Regions from separate parts of the Urocitellus parryii genome. Here region 1 is linked to region 2. Evidence: chromatin contacts called from public Hi-C data. All regions are on one chromosome and are shown on one strand. Each heading gives the region's core, a stretch centred on a gene start, on an enhancer-like site or on the middle of the called end of the contact. The rest is flanking DNA. Distances are from core to core; before and after follow the strand shown. Region 1 holds the start of Pabpc1 (poly(A) binding protein cytoplasmic 1). Region 2 holds the start of Znf706 (zinc finger protein 706).

Region 1 (5,297 bases), core at 862-3,361, 380 kb after region 2:
AACTTGTAATCTTCCTGCCTCAGCCTCCTGAGTAGCTGGAATTAAGATGTAGGCCATTGTGTTTGGATATATCTTTAGTAATTAATTATGTATGGTTTTGGCAGCTTTAATTTTTGGCATAATCTTGCCAAGTTATTGGAGGTGATTCCCTTTACCCTTTTAGCTTTTAATATTGCCTCAGTTCGGTAACATAACAAAAATACTAAAATGAATTCATGCTTTCTTTTAAACCATAATCATGGAATTTTCAACGTTTTATTTTGAAGAAAACCAATTTAGAACTTAACAGAAAATTGACGCAACCTGATAAATGCACTGATTTTAATGTTTATATAGTTACCTCATGAGGACAAAAATTTGTTTAGGTCTGTCATCTTTCTTAAAAACACAGTACTCTCCACTTGATGGTATTTGACGAATATACTGACGGATTGATTTTAACCACAGAGTTCTGAAAGACTGAACAGTGGCTTATTGTTTAGTAATGGGTGTCTTTCTAAAGTACAGTCCCAAGTTTTGCTGTTTTGCCTTGTAAAGCACATGGGGTAACATGTTTTTTCAAAAATATTATCCTCTTCCAAGATAAGAGAAAAATAGCACTTAGAGGATTCTGTTGGTTTACATTCTAATTTAAATGAGAACAAAGTGTGTGGTCCATACCAGGCAATAATAGTACGAATGCATTATCGTTTATCGAATTAAAGAATAAATTGAGCAATCATTTAACTTGAGACAGTTCTCCTAACAGTAAAATAAATTTATTACTACTTATTCCACCTCCCACACAAGATTGCTGTCAAGTGATTGGATGTTTATGCAAGGGCTTTAAAAACTGTAAAAGCACATTACTATTTTAAAGTGGAATTTATGTGTTGACTTAATGTAATTCCTAAAGCTAGCACTATTATGACTGTCAATTAATTATATTTAGCATTTCTATTAAAGCCTATAACTAATGTACAAAATTGTTTTAAACATGTATTATAATTGTAGTAGTTTGGATTATTCCTAATTATGTCTGGTTGCAGGACTTTGGTGCCTATACAAGTGATTGTGAGAAACTCATAATTTTAAGGAAAAACAGACTTCTCGATTCCTATTTTCCACTACACAGAAATGTCTGGCAAAATCAGCACGACTCAATGATTTCAACAGAGCACCTTAAAGTATTAAGCGACCAAAGTCTCCCAACGCAATTTTCCCAAATTAAAACCACTCTGATGAACAAACAGCATCCAGTGGGCAGTCGGAGAACTGGGGTCCGAGACCAGAGGACAAGAAAGACGAGGAACCCCCTCCCCCTCCTCTAGGGCGTGCCGCAGGGCGACGACAAGGATCCAGCGCCCCGGACGGTTGGGGTCCCCGAGCCGGCGGCCCGCACCCGTGGCCAGTTGGGGTCAGCGAGCGTCGCGGCCGTTGGGAACTCCAGCTCCCAGCAGGCATCGCTTCTGCTGCCGACGCGCGCGGCGGCGCTGCCCGCTGGGACTCGTAGTGCGGTCCGGGTAGGAGAAAGGGACAGCCACCCCGGCTCCCTCCACGCACGTTTCGGAAACTGGGCCTGCAGGGGATCACACCGGCCCACTGGTGCCCAGCCTCCCTCGGGATCCGAGCGAGTGGAGCCGGGTGGCAGCGGCGGGAAGAAGGCCCTGTCGACCGCGCACGTGGGGGGAGGTTGGCGCTGAGGAACCCGGAAGCCCCGCGCACCGCCCACCGCCGCGGTGACGGGTTAACGCTCCTCCCGGTGGAGGTGGGGGCGGGGTGTGCGCGAAGAGGGGCCGTCCCAGCGACTCCTCCGAGGACCGCCCGCGAGCGGCCCTCCCCTCCCCCACGGCCCTACGCAGCGTGGCCCCGCCCCCGGACGCGGCGCGTGCGCAGAAACCCCGCCCCTCCGCCCTAGCCCCACCCCCACACCCGCAGCAGCCGCCGCCGCCACCTCTCCCTTCCTCTCTGCTTTTTCCTCCTCCTGTTTTCTCTTCCCTCCGCCCCCTCGCCTCCTTTTCTCCTCCTCCTCCGGCGCCGACGCTCGCGTAGGGCCCTGGCGTCAGACGCGCGGGGGCGGGGCGAGTGCGGCGGGGGGTATAAGTAGAGGGTGCAGGAGGCGGTGCTTCCCCTTCTCCCCGGCGGTTAGTGCTGAGAGTGCGGAGTGTGTGCTCCGGGCTCGGAACACACATTTATTATTAAAAAATCCAAAAAAAATCTAAAAAAATCTTTTAAAAAACCCAAAAAAAATTTACAAAAAATCCGCGTCTCCCCCGCCGGAGACTTTTATTTTTTTTCTTCCTCTTTTATAAAATAACCCGGTGAAGCAGCCGAGACCGACCCGCCCGCCCGCGGCCCCGCAGCAGCTCCAAGAAGGAACCAAGAGACCGAGGCCTTCCCGCCGCCCGGACCCGACACCGCCAGCCTCGCTCCCAGCCCGCAGCCCTCCGCCCGCGGCAGCTGATCGACCCCGTTCTGCGGCCGTTGAGTAGTTTTCGATTCCGGTTGATTTTTGTCCCTCTGCGCTTGCCCCCGCTCCCCTCCCCCCGGCTCCGGCCCCCGGCCCCAGCACTCGCTCTCCTCCTCTCACGGAAAGGTCGCGGCCTGTGGCCCTGCGGGCAGCCGTGCCGAGATGAACCCCAGCGCCCCCAGCTACCCCATGGCCTCGCTCTACGTGGGGGACCTACACCCCGACGTGACCGAGGCGATGCTCTACGAGAAGTTCAGCCCGGCCGGGCCCATCCTCTCCATCCGGGTCTGCAGGGACATGATCACCCGCCGCTCCTTGGGCTACGCGTATGTGAACTTCCAGCAGCCGGCGGACGGTGAGAGCGAGGCCCGGAGGGCGGCGGGCGGGCGGCCATGAGGCTCGGAAGGAGGCGGGTGGCTAGGCCGGCGGGCTCGGGGAGGGGAGCAGGAAGGCATGTCAGTCCCCGAGGACCGGAGGGGAGACGCTCGGGCGCGGGCACCCCTGACTGTGTCTCCCGGAGCCACGTTACTCTGCCCGGGGGCAGCCGGCAGCCGCACGCCCCTTGCATGCCCGGCCACTTCCTCCTTTGCGACCATTTTCTCGTCTTCAGCCGCTCTCAAACTTTAGGGTGATGACGCGCCAGGGGGGTGGGAGAAATACGCTTCTTCTACTGCGCTCCCGCCAGTAACCGCGGGATTCTGGGGTGCGGGTCGCTGAGCACCTTTCTGAGGGAGTAGGTGTAGGCGCTGACACCACCCAGGGCTCTGGCCGGCGCCCGGGTCTCTGAAGGAAGTGCAATTCAGTGCTCGAAAAATACCACGTGTTGAACCCTGTAACCTCACAGGCCCAAGGCCTGTTCTGCTACTGGTCCAATAGCTAGGGTTGGCAGGGGACGACCACAAGGCCTTAGAATAAAGTTAATAAGGTAATGTGTGGTGGTGGTCCTCAGGTTTGTGGTTTTTTGTTTTTTTTTTTTAAAGGATTTAGTGATTGATGAAACGCAAATGACCAGTGGGACATGAATTTGGGGTTTTCCCCTAGACAAGCATTTTTCTTGCACTAAATGTAGGGTGATGGGAGGAGGGGATATGGAAGAAAATCTTTTAAATGACAGTTTCCCAGACAATTTAGGTCAGTTTTATCAAATTGGTCCTTAGTTTATAGTACTGGTAATGTGTTCTGTGCATATATGTACGTGATTTTTTTTTCTTTTTCCTGAAATAGCTCCTGTGGTTTTAAGGAGTTTTTCTTTAGATATATTAGCTAGTTTTGGCTGTAAATGGCACTCATTAGTGTAATATGGGGGACTGACCATTAACTCAAATAGTTCAAGTTTCTTTTTATTTTTAAAATGATCCAGAGTGTCGTGAATCTTGAAATGATTGGATACAGAATAGATGGAAATAGTTTTGTATTTTTATTTTAAAGTTAAAAAGAGTTAACAAATTTTGATAAAGGTAGGGTCTGACCAAGAGTTTTATATCTGACCCAATTATGCCCCCTCCATATTTATTTTCATTTATAGAAATAAACTTAAGTTCAATTAGTTAATGAGTTTTTCAATAGACAGCGTTTATACTGAGATTTTGGGTAAGGCGGAATATTGAGTGACAAGGAACCAGAAGTTGTTGTAGAACTGCACTGCAGTTTTCCTGCCCTTTTGCTCTGCAGACAGTCACTTCAAGTATCACTTCATAACAGTTCTGAAGTCTGAGTAGTATATATCACTGGATATAAGATTAGGGAAGATACCTTTTGCAGCAAGTAATCACAACATAAAAACTTGGTAAAAAATAAATAGATGAATTCTAGAAACATGGTAACTTGAAAGTTTTTTTTTTTTTTAAGTGTCACACTTTTAAATCCCAAAAATCTATTTTTTTTATTTCTTGGGATTTGTATAGGTACAATTTATCATCTTTCCAAGTAGTTTTTCTATTTCCTTTAAAAAAAAGAAATATTGCTGCACTGATGGAATAGCCTCAGAAAGTGACCAGTATTCCATTTAACAGGAAGAGGTGACTCATTCAAAAGACTCTCAAGCACAGTCAGCTAAAAAAAAAAAAAAACTGGGGGAGCTGAGTAGGTGTGGTCAATTGATAATGAGCTGACAGCTGATTATCAGGATATTCTAGAAGCTGGAACTTTTATTTATAGAAAGTTGCTGGAAATTTTGTCCCATCAATAACTTTACGTTAACGTTAGCATGGAATTTGTCAAGTTGTTTCAATGCTTCAAATGGACTATTTTTATAGAGATTAGTCTTTTTACCTAAGTTATGTTTTTCTATTTAGTTTTTAGTGTTTCTTTAATGGGTAGAAGTGCACATACAAGCTTTCACAGATTCCAAAATTAATTGTAGGATAGATTTTCAAATTTTCTAGCACTATACAGAAAAACTTGAGTAAATTGTCACTTGTTAAATAAACCAGAGGCTAAGATAAAGTTAATTTTGTGTGTCAAGAAAGTGTTAAAAGTGAGTTGTATCTATTGTAGATCAAGATATTCAAAAATTATGAGATTATTATGCAATCAGTATGTCCAAAAATTAGACATTATTCAGATCTTGCTGTAGCTTTACATTTCTTTCCATGGTAAATAGGTAGTTATGAAAATCCAAATTCGGGAACTAATTTTTGTTTTTTGAGTGAACTGTTGGCAGTGATGAGCAATGGAATGACCAGTTTTGACAAATAGGAAGAAGTGATTACGTCCAGAAACTGTTTTCAGCCTATTGATAATGTACAATTGCCTAGTCTTTTGTGTTGCTTTTAACAGATTGTATGAGAAGGAATCTCTGTTTTATGATGCCTAGGAACAAAAAGGTGCTTTTAAACTTAATGGCATT
Region 2 (5,788 bases), core at 1,411-3,910:
GGAATGTTGTTTAGTGTTCAGAATAAAAATTTTGCACCTCTCTGGTAAAGCCATATCTAATTATTTTATTCTTATGGATGCTATTCCAATAAATCACATCAGTTTTTAAACCTACGTTGACTTCTCTGAAACCTACAGTGTTTTAGTATTATAGTTTAGTTTTTTTAATTTTAATGGACATACATGTGACTTACAATCAGCATCTTCTTAGATTCAATACAATGTGGTATTAGATGTGAAATGTCTATAAAACATCAAAGTGGAGATGAGCACTAGGCACTTGGATATATCAATAGGGAACCCAGAAGAACTACAGGCAGAAATGTTGGGAGTCATCTTAAGTTTGGTATTTAAAGCCACAACAATTAAGATTCTTTGAGGGAAAAGAGCACAGAGAAGACAAGAGGACCCAGCCCCACGGTTGCAGCCCAAGAAATTTATCTCAGCAAACAGAAGCTTAGTAGAAGAGAAGTAACTAACAAAGGAAATGTTTTTGAGCTTATTGTACTTATTGACAGAAGGCTCTATAGGGACAGGACCTTGTCCCTTTTGCTCTCTAATAAACCCTCAAGTTGAATAGCTCACTACATTTAGATATTAACCTACATGCCAAAGATAAATTAGAAAAAGTCATTCAGAATATGTTTACTTGGAAAATGATATATTGATTCCTCACCAGCTCTTTTACCTCAGAAAATTCTACATGAATACAAATAAATAAAGCAATCTTTCAGGTCTTTAGAGAAGCATTTTAATCTGATTTTGATTATGGACAGAAACTAAGCAAGTGCTTATTGCTCAATAACTTAGAGTAATTATATAAAGGCAGAAGAGAAAAACCAGTTAGAAGTACTGTGGCACTCACAATTAAAACCAGAAACGTGTACAAAAATCTCCTAAGGCATTCATATTCCATTTGCTATCACATTTCTATAACATAAGCAGGACAACATAAGCAGGAAGGACATCAACTTGTAGTAATGCTAATTCATCTGCCTTTCATTTACCATTCATCACTTCACAGATGTCAAATCTTACCCATTTCTATCCATCATATAAAGTACCATATCCTCTAGGCAGTGGTTCTCAACCAGGGGAAATTCTAACCCTAGAGAACATTTGAAAACATCTAAAGACATATTTTTAGTCACAACTGAAGATGGGATGATACCAGCATCCAGTGGGTAGAAAGTAGGGATGTTGCTAAACATGCAACCATACCCAGAACAGACTCCCAAAACAAAGCATCATCCAACCCAAGTATCTGAAACCCCACCTATAGGGGTAAGTTTTAATGTATATTTACATGTACATGAACTTTCTGGAGGCAAAGTCTATAACTTGTACTAAGTTCTCAAAGGAGATATAACTTAAACACTAACTTTTCTGACTACTTCATCTTGGCCATGGTTTAAAAAAAATGACATATTAATCCCACTTTAAAACAGGAGTCATCTAATTAACAGAATTGTCCCTTTTGCTCTCTAATAAACCCTCAAGTTGAATAGTTCACTACATTTAGATATTAACCTACATGCCAGAGATAAATTAGAAATTAAGGCATATATGCCAGCCAGATTTCACTGTCCCTTTCCACTGTCCACTGTTATTCATGATTTCCTATCTCTAGGTCCTCCAAGTAACCCATCCCTCAATTAGTAGGATCAAAACAAAGATTGAGATTATGGTGACTAATGACTAAGCTATAGCTTCATGATATGACATAATCCATTCAATTAAAATCCATTTATTCAATGCCTACATGTTTAACCACACTGCTAGTCACTGGGCATATGGTGATGAAAATGGATTTACAACTTAGAAACAGAAAGATATTAACAAAACTAAAACGAATAATTTACAGCCAATAACGGGAGAGTGTGAAAAGTGAGGGAGAGAGGCTGAAAGGATGAGCAGAGAGGACTGCACATTCAAGATCACTGCATACCTTATTTCATTCAGTATTTTATCCACTTAAAATTCAATAGGCAACTAATTCCTTCCTGGCTAGTTTAAACAAGTCTGTGGCATCTATATCCCATTCCAGGTAATTTATAATATATTGTTATTCAACTAACATTTCCTAATCACTGACATATTTGGGAGACTCAAGACTAGGGACCAAGTGAGAACATCAAAAGCAAAAGCTTCCTTTGGGGGGAGGCTTATTAATGAATCTAATTAGAAACCAAAATGGTAAAGGGTTAAGACTAACGCAACATTTCAAAAATGCCATTTCTGATCATCAGCAGATGTAAATAATTACAATTGCTACCAATAAGATATTCGAAATGTACTGTCATTGCTTGTAAATCAGGGCGGGGGCGGGTGAACTTTCCTCTCTACTCTCCCCCCACTCCAAATTAGCTACTCAGTAAATTTTAGGAATCAGTCTAAATCGGCCAAGGAGGCCTGGCTAGCAATTTTTAACGCGGCAGTCAGTCTTAAATCTCGAACTCACTAAAAGCCCCAGGTTGGTAAAAATACTGGGGGTTTCCATGGGAATGAGGTAAAAGGCGACTGTGAGAGAACAAAGGCGGCGCGTACCCGTAAAAGGCCGTCCGGCCCCGGCCTTACGAAAGACGGGGGCCGCGGGTGGAGGGTGTCCGGGTGGGTGCCCTATGCGGCGCGGCCCCGGCGCTCTTCTGCGGGGCCCGCCCCGGGCAGGCACCTCAACTGGTGCACGGAAGGGTGCAACCGAGTCGGGCACGCCAGACGGGAAGGCGCGTGAGAAGGGACGCGGGGGCCGAGGCCGGGCTGCTGGCCGAGTGAGTGAGCGGGTGGGAGACTTGCGAAACACGCCGCGGCCCCGTCCCAGGACAGGACCCAAATCACGTGGCTGCCAGGGCCAGGAGTAGAAGCCGCCCAGAAAGAGCACGCGGGAAGAGAGGAGCGCCTAGGGACAGCAGGCGACATCCCCTGCAGTTAGCTTCCGCGAGGCCCCGCCCCTCGCGCTTATGTAATAGGGGCGCGCTGCCATTGGCCCTCGCGACCGGAAGGGTGCAGGCGTGCGAGAGGGGTGGAGCGGGAGGCCGCCGCAGGAAGGCGAGGGGGCGGGGCCGCGAGGCGCTGGCGGCGCTGGGGTGACTGGGAGCGCGGCGCGGCGTGCGCGGGCACGAGGCCGAGTGGCCTGCCTAAGGCTCAGGCGGCTTCGGGCGCGCGCGGCGGCGGGTGTGCGAGGCGCGGGCTGTTGTGTTCCCGGCTCTCCTCTTTCCCCTCTTTGGCGGGTGGAGGAGGCCGAAGCGGTGCTGGGCGCGCTCCCCCTTCCTTCCCTCCGCGACTTTCCCTGGCCCTCTCGCGCTGCGCGGTCTCTCCGACGCAAGACTGTCCCGGCCCGGGTGAGCGGCGGCAGGGGCGGCGCTGACGCCGCAGGACGCCCGGGAATCAGGGTGGGGGAAGCCGGCGAGGGGCGGCTGGGACCGTGGGTCGCGGGGGCACCGGCCTCCCGGGAGGCGGCGGGGCCCGTCCCGGCGCGGGCCCCGGAAAGGAGGGGAAGCTCGGGTGCCTGCCAGGCCCTGCAGGTGGCCGGGTCGCAGGCCGGCCGCGGGAGCAGCGGTAACTTTACCCGCTGGCGACAGCAGCTGGTCGGTATCTCGAGGCCGGGCTCTCGGCGACCCTAGGGGCCGGGTTTCGTACAACCAAGGCCTCCAGCTGACAAATCTCGGGCCAGGGTCCTTGAGGACTGGCGGGTAGGTGAGGGTTATGTGGTCTTTGGTGGCTGGAAGGAGGAGGGGGCTCACTGAGGCGGGAGAAGACCTGTGAAAGGTGCTGCAGGCTGCAGCTGGGTTGTTGGAGTGTTGAGTGAAGGCGCCCTTACTCTGGTGATTTCTCCCGCCCTTCTCCCCAGATGGATGTAGTTTAAAAAGCTAGGGTCAGGATGTTGAGCACTACTGCCTGGGCCTCTTCCTTTCAGATGGTTACGGATAATCAGCCTACTTCCTGAATCCAAAATCTTTTTCATAGTTCTTGGTTTGCTTTTAAAAGGATCTTTGGAACAGGGCTTACTTGTTGCCTCCTGCGAAAGCTCCTCATTTTGAAAGAACTCGTCCGTTCTACACTTCCCTTTTTGCAGTCCCCTCGGAAAAGCACACTAAATAAGAGTTACATTAAAAACCAGCTTTTAGGTTATTTGTAAACGATTTCTTGCCCTTCCATTTGTCTTATTTAATCAGGGAGAAGTTATGCATAGATTTTGCAGAAAATTCGATTGGTTTGAGAACAAATCTTAAGTTGAGCTTTCCAAAAGCAGGTGGTTTGTTCGTTTGCATTTTGGCTTTCAGAAAGGAAATCAATGCAGTGTGCTGTCAGAAGTTAGGGGCCTACCCCATGCTGTTAGCCTGTTTGATAAAATTTCTTTTGCCTAGTTTTCTGTCTCAAAAATAAGAACAAACGACAACTACCTTTTTTGTTAAAGTTCTTATGACTTTTTGTTACTGTTGCTAGGTGGCAATGAAAAATGGGTTAATCTGTCATATAATGTTTTATTTTGTTCATCTTATGATATTGTACAGATCACTGCATGAACATGTCATCAAAATAGTTAATAGCTTCTAGATAGCAAGGAAACTTATGGAATTAGTGGTCTGCCATTGTGTAAGATTTTTCTTCAGTGTTAACGATTAGGATTTTAATTGTTAAGAATTGTTTAAAACAATTTTATCCACAGAAGCAGTGTATTAACATACATAAAATACATTATGTGTAAGAGTTAAGATTAAGATAAAAGAGATAACTGGAGTATTCTAACATAGGTTCTGATACTGAGACATTAAGAATGTTACAAAACATTGGTGTACATAAAGATTGAACACCTTACTGCTCTCATCTGAATATACTTTAAGTATTCTTTTGAAAAAATAATGCATTTGGCTTAAAATTAATAAGGTTTAATAAACAATTGAAGCATAGTTGTAGGGACTAACAGCTGGAAGTAGTCACCATTATTTGGTAGGAATTGGGTTCTGGTATTAAGCTAGCATACTAAACATTTTTATAATTAGTAAGATCTTCAGCTGGCTTTGAAGAAGAAAAAAAGAAAAGCATTGATCCTCTTCTGAAATTATGACTTTAAATTCACAATGCTAGTGGGAACTTGCCCAATCAGTATATTTACTTATTGTGTCCCTACATCCCCTTTTTTGGAGGCGGGGAGGGGAGTTAGTTGTTTCTATGAAATGCTTAGACCTTACAATCATTATCTAATAGGGTTCCCATCAGGAAAACCAACACTCTTGAACATTTTTAACTTGTTTAAAAGAAGTGTTTAATTTTAATGAGAAAGTAAAAGTAACTTTTCTCAATGACAATTATTTTTAATTAACTCACATATGTTCACTTTTGACCACCAATAACAAAAAAAAAAAGTGGTACCTTTCAACTTTGTAAGGGTGTCCCTACCCTTAAACCAGGTTCATTCTCTCAACTGGGAACTAATTAAATCTCATAATGACCATTTAGGAAAAATTAGAATGGCACAGTAATTTCATGAAACCTAGGTATTTAAGAGAATAATTCCTCTTTGGAAGCATAGTCTCCTTTAGAAGGACTAGTTAACAGCTCTTATTTGTCTTAAACAGTTAAGAATTGCAAATTACAACTGTAAATACCAGAAAGGGAAAGTTACTTTGCAAAGTAACCAAATAAATGTTAAGGGGAAGCTAAACTTTTTGGGAAAGCTTTGAAGATTATATAAAGTGAACAATCTTAGGTATATAGCTCAATAAATTTTTACAAAAAACATACTGTGTAACCATTACCTGGTTCAAGATACAGAACTTTTTTTTTTTTT

The links. Hi-C and Micro-C count contacts between places; a contact is called where the count stands out from the background.
Region 1: a contact with region 2 is called in a Hi-C map of muscle, with 2.6 times the contacts expected there. The contact joins the promoter of Pabpc1 here to the promoter of Znf706 in region 2. A contact is called at or near these places in 2 of 2 Hi-C or Micro-C datasets (liver and muscle).

The regions. Positions count from the first base shown.
Region 1 is chr7:35,947,473-35,952,769 of mUroPar1.hap1, forward strand. It overlaps Pabpc1 (poly(A) binding protein cytoplasmic 1), which reads left to right and starts at 2,112. Exons shown (of 15, transcript XM_026383066.2): 1 at 2,112-2,804. The coding sequence starts at 2,612.
Region 2 is chr7:35,563,764-35,569,551 of mUroPar1.hap1, forward strand. Znf706 (zinc finger protein 706) reads left to right here and starts at 2,661. Exons shown (of 4, transcript XM_077800865.1): 1 at 2,661-2,768.